Linked DNA regions of Mus musculus: region 1 is linked to region 2. A link is a contact called in public HiChIP or PLAC-seq data. All regions are on one chromosome and are shown on one strand. The core of a region is the stretch at or near the end of the contact, and the rest is flanking DNA. Distances in the headings are between cores, read along the strand shown.

Evidence for each region. HiChIP or PLAC-seq counts read pairs in DNA pulled down with a chosen protein or histone mark.
Region 1: an H3K4me3 HiChIP or PLAC-seq map of embryonic stem cells shows a contact between it and region 2, with 2.2 times the contacts expected there. The contact joins the promoter of Atp1a3 here to the promoter of Phldb3 in region 2. A contact is called at or near these places in 2 of 115 datasets of contacts at active chromatin or transcription factors (embryonic stem cells and stem cell-derived neural progenitor cells).

What each region holds. Positions count from the first base shown.
Region 1 is chr7:25,004,466-25,007,207 of GRCm38.p6, forward strand. Atp1a3 (ATPase, Na+/K+ transporting, alpha 3 polypeptide) reads right to left here and starts at 1,472. Exons shown (of 23, transcript NM_001290469.1): 1 at 1,290-1,472. The coding sequence starts at 1,295.
Region 2 is chr7:24,609,913-24,612,612 of GRCm38.p6, forward strand. Phldb3 (pleckstrin homology like domain, family B, member 3) reads left to right here and starts at 1,416. Exons shown (of 15, transcript NM_001102613.1): 1 at 1,416-1,666; 2 at 2,585-2,700. The coding sequence starts at 1,433.

The DNA.
Region 1 (2,742 bases), core at 222-2,721, 390 kb after region 2:
GTTTTCAATGTCTCTTTCTGTTTCTGCCTTGTCTGTCTCTCTCACATCTAAATCATTTCCTTCCCTTCCCATCCCCATTTCTCTAAGACCCCCCTTTCCCAAAGCCCTGCGCCCTCTCTTCTCTCCCAACCATCCGTACCCCCCCCACTTCATTCCACTTACCTGAAAGCCATCACTGACTCTCACTTCCCCCTTTCTCTCCTAACCCTCCCCCATCTAGCCCTCCCTCCCATCCCCCCTCACCCACCCAGCCCACAGATCTGCAGTTCCATCCCCCATCTTCATCCGTAGGCCCTTCATCCGCCATCTTTCTCCCCACCGTTCATGTTCCCTTTGGCTCCCCATGCTGACCCCTTTCTCTTTACCCGGGGAGGGGTCCCCCCAATCCATCCACTTCCTTCTCTGACAGCCCTCCCCAAGCCCCACCCCAGACACACAGGGAGGAATCCAGAGCTGCTGCAGGGGTCAAGTGGTCGGTCAAGGAAGGAGGCTGCATCTGCTGGAGAGATGCACAGACAGAGAAGGACACACGGACACGGAGGCAAGGACATAGCAGGCATGCGAGCTCCCCCCACCCCCACCACACGGCTGTGCTTGCACACCCTCAGCCAGGCACTTGTCTGCCAGCCATCTCCTGCTCCTCCCCCTCTTCCCAGCCCTCATGTCTGTACGCGCCCCCCCCCCCCCAGATTAGGGGCTGCGAAACCTCTGCAGCCCCAGGTCTGTCACTGCAGATCACCCTTATCCAGGTCTGCAAGGAGAAAGAGAGGTCATCTTATGTCTAACTCATAACCTGTATCTGTCTCCATTGAACCAGGGGAGGGGATGGGGTCTTGATGACCCCTAAACACTGGCATAGCTCTCAGACACACCCAGACAGGTAGCGGGCTTTGAGATGGGAGGGGGTGCACAGATGGCTGCAGACCCTGTTAGGGCTGCATTAATTAAGCCGGAAGCACGCGCACACACATTCGCCCTCAAGCATTTGCACTCGTGCCGCCACACTCATGCAAGGGGCACACGAGCAACCGCACAAGGTCAAACCGAGATGCTAAGGGCCAGCCCTCCGCCCCCCCGTGGACAAAGCCTCCAACATGCGCCACAGATTCCCCCTTCGACTCAATAGCCCACTTTCCCAGCCACACAAACTAGTCAGGTCAGCCGGCTCCCGGGTCCCCGCAGACTCGGCCCCAGGGCTCAGGAGGGCAGGAGACCCCAACTCCGGCACACAGCCAAAGTCACTGGACACGATGTCACGCACACAGAGTCCAGCCGACCCCTGCACCTACCCCCATCTTGGCGGCTCCGCGGGAAGAGCGGCGTTCAGACTGATGAGCGGTGGCCGCAGGATGGGCTCAGGCGCGGGCTCGGGCTGGGGGCCTCTGCAGCGCCCGCGCCGCGGTGGGAGCGTGCGTCTGTCGGTCCGTGGGTCCCACCGCACAGAGGCTGCGGCGGCCGGGGCCTCCGCCTCCTCATATGCCCGCGCCCGCGGGGGGAGGCGGCTCCGGCCAATCAGGAGCAGTACTGAGCAGACGGACAGCTTGCGGCCCGGCCCCCAGTACTGCAGCTGTACTCCCCCTTCCCCCCCTCACCGCTCCAACCTTGTTTCTGCAAAGTGGCGGCCACTGAGAAGCTGAGCACAGTGCGGGGGGGGGGGGTGATCCCGGACATCCCCAGGGTGGGGACTCAGAGACCCCCCCTCAATATAGGGAGGTATCTTAGGGACCGAGGCTTTGAGGGTGAGGCACCCTGGAATCTGCCTCCTTCTGGGAGTGGGGTAGATACAGGGTGGGAGGAAAGGCCCAGTGAATTGCAGTAATGCAGGGCCCCAGAGTGCCACCATCTTGCAGTATGTAGAAGGGACCCCAGGAGTCTATGTTTGACACTGTTCAGGAAGAAGATAATGCCTGATGGGGAGACATGTGGAGGGGTGTTGCGGAGGTGGGAGGGGGTCCTAATATCCTCTGCACTGTGTCCCCATGACTGAACTACCAAAGATGCATCACCACACACAGCACAAAGGAGACACAAAGCCACAAGAACATACCAGGGGGCCTGGAAATGCCCCCACCATGCAGGTACCACCATCACCTCCACGTGTACCACCAAAGGCTCTCAACCACATCCCAGTCACACCACACACACACCACCACCACCACCACCACCACCATGATCTTTCAACCAGAGGCTCAAAAACCAGCCAAAGGAGAATCTATAAAGAGCTCACACCCATCACACCACAAGAGAAACCCAGTCACGATGCGGAAGTGCTGTGGAGAGCCCACGCCCTCAGAACACCACCTCACAGACTCCCATCACACACTGCACCACAGCTGACCTTGCACCATCTCACACAGAGAGCCAAGAGATTGCTTCACTTAGCACCATTGCGCAAGCATAAGACCCACATTTCCTCCAGACACTCACAGAGGCCTCTGTGGCCACTGGCGCACAAACATACAATACCATCAAACACACTTGCACATACCCCGGTGTGTTTGGGGCATGAGAAAAGGCTTGCTGTACAAACAGGCCAGATAACTGCTGTGAATGACAGGCAAAAAAGTGCACACACTCACACATAACAGAGTCATTCAGAACTCAGCCACGAGAGACCATCTCACACATCCTACATTACTGCGCTGTCATGATGCAGGAGTTTGTTGCACCTTCAAACATATCCCAATGCTCCTACCCACACACCACACCCACATCCCCGTGTGTATAAAAGGATGCGCTTGT
Region 2 (2,700 bases), core at 166-2,665:
AGTTCCATGCCTGAATCCCACGTTGGAAGGCACCACTTCCCAAAGATGTCCTATGAGCTCTTTACATGTTGGGTGCCACTTACATACCTGCACTATCTTTCACATACACAAGTAATAATAATTTTAAAAAAGTCATTTAGAATGCTTGTAGATCCTAGGTGTATTTGTTTCCTTCAGCCTCGGTCCCCACAACTGTACAATGGAGACGGTCGATCTCTTTTTTTCTATGGGCTGTGGTGTGGTATGACACTGAGGTGTGTCAAATGTTTTGCACAGCTCTTGATGTCTAACAGTCGGGTTTTGCATACCAGATATTTTCCTGTTTCTGCCCAGAGAGGAAAGGGTCTGGCTGTGACCTTTAACCTCTGTGCCCCACCCCATAGTAAACTGTGTGCGCGTGGGGCACACTCTGTCTCTGGGCAGATCGCTGACTCAGCCCGGGATACCCCCTCCCCTTGTCCGGCTCCCTAAACCGGTCAGGGCCCTTCCAAAGGGCTTATTAGAGGGGAGAGGCCCCCATCTTCATTCCTATCTTCCTTTGAGGATTTCCTAGGCTTCGGCCTTAGGGAGGCTGCTGTATGCAGGTGGCTAAGAAGCCCGGCCCTCCAGGGGCACCGGAGGCTGAGTGGGAGGTCTGGGCGCTGGGCTCTCTCTGGGTGGGGCTGGAGGGGCCGGGATGGCTGGGTGCCTGGGCTGCGGGCGGGGCAGGCTGCTGGCTCCCTCCTCCCAGGAGAGCTGTCGGACCTGTTGTCCCCCCCTCCACTTCCGGGCTGCTGGGGAGGGGGACGGGGCGGCCTCTCTCTCCTCCCTCCTTCCAGCCACCTGTTTAGCCGCAGGAGCGGCAGTGCCCAGTGCAGAGCCAGAAAGAAGGTTGACGACCTACGAGGACCTCCTCCCGGGAAGGAACGGAGGCGTTGGGGCCCCAGGCATATCCGGAGAGGTAGACATTGCCAGCCCCGAGTTCTGGATCTTGGGGTGAGGAGCCTCGGACGCTGATTCCTTACAGGTGGTTCGGGACCCAACTGTGGAGCTCCAAGGAGGAGAGCCGGGCTAGTCCCGAGAGGGTAGAGGAGATGGAATCTCTTGGAGGCAATCCGGGAAACTGGAGAGGGCTGCAGAAGGGGCTCAGGGATGACACATGGAGCAAAGGGAAGGCTCAGCGTGCGACGCCCCAGCACGGGGAGCGTTAGGACCCCGGACTCAAATTCTCTTCCCACCTCTAGGTGTGTGTGTCACCTTCGGAGCCGACAGCCTCTCCCCAGTCGCGAGCGGGTCCCCAGGAAATCTACGCCCGCGGAATGTTCAGAGCTGGTCTCTGAACCTTTAGGTTCCGCCCTCTGGGCAAGCTCAACGCGCTCTAGACCACGCCCACAAACATCAGACCACGCCTCTGAAACTGACCACGCCCACACCACAGGAATCCGAAGCGGCCATGGGGACACCCAGCACCCTAGAGGAGGGCTCCTCGTCTCCAAAGGTTTCGGAATGCGCCGTCGAGGTCCAGCCTCAAGGGGCTGTGCAGCCTCAGGGGCACCCCGAGGATCCCAAAGAGCACAAGGAGCCCGAAGTCCCAGCGGAGCTTCCAAGTTGCCCCGGAGCTGGGCGGCAGGCCGAGGAAGAGGAAGAAGTGGAAGAAGGTAGCAGCACCGAGAGCTGCCGCGAAGAGGTGAGGGATCATCCCCCCGGGGGGGCTGTCCAGACGGACAGACAGACACCCAAGACGACACAGAAGAACATAAAGAGAGAGACTAGACAGAGACCCAGAGTCAAGGAGAGTACCCATAGACAGGCAGAAACACCCTGTTAGACAAAGTTGGATTTGAAGCCAGAGAGACTCGGGTAGAAACATAGAAACTAGATACGACAGAGACACAGGGAGTGAGACATAGACCTAAAAGAGAGACACAGGGAAGACACACAGACCCAGAAGAGAAACAAAAAGAAATGCCAACATAGAAGAGTCTAAGTCAGAGAGAGGGACGGGGGTGGGGGTGGGGGGAAGAAGAGCGATCCAGGGACTCTGAGAAAGAGATCCCAAGAGGTTGAGACTCAGGGACAGATGAGCTCATCGTGTACAAAGACACTTGCTGTCAAATCTGACGACCTGGGTTCGATCCCCAGAACCCTCATTGATGTAAGGCAAGAATCTTCTGATTTCCACTAGCATTCAGGTACAAAAAAGAAAGAAGGAAAGGAAGGAAGGAAGGAAGAAAAAAAAAGAAAGAATAGAGGAAGAAATGGAGGAAGAAAAAAGAAAAGGAGAGAGAAGGGAGAAAGGAAAAAGGAAAAGAAGAAAAGGAAAGGAGGGAAGAAATGAGGAAGAAAGAAAAAAGAAAGGAAGGAAGGAAGGAAGGAAAGAAAAGGAAGCAAGCTCTGCTAGTTCAGCTTCAGAGCATAGTGGCTTTGTATGATGGGTTCAGAACCTGCCGGCTTCCCCGCTTCACGGTCTTCCATTCGGACCCGAAAGGAAGTAGTTGAACTTGGCAGCTCATGACCCCCAGAGGCACTACTGGGGTGGGACCAGACCTGTTTGGTGACTTGAGGGGGGCGAGACTTGTTCTCATCACACCCTCTCTAATTTCAGCCCGAGGCTACGCCTGCCGCGCAGATTCCAGCCACACCTTCCCCATGCCTCCCTTCTGGGGAAGAGCTGCGGGGGGCAGCGCGGCGGCTGCGAGGACAGCAGCTGGAGGCACTGAC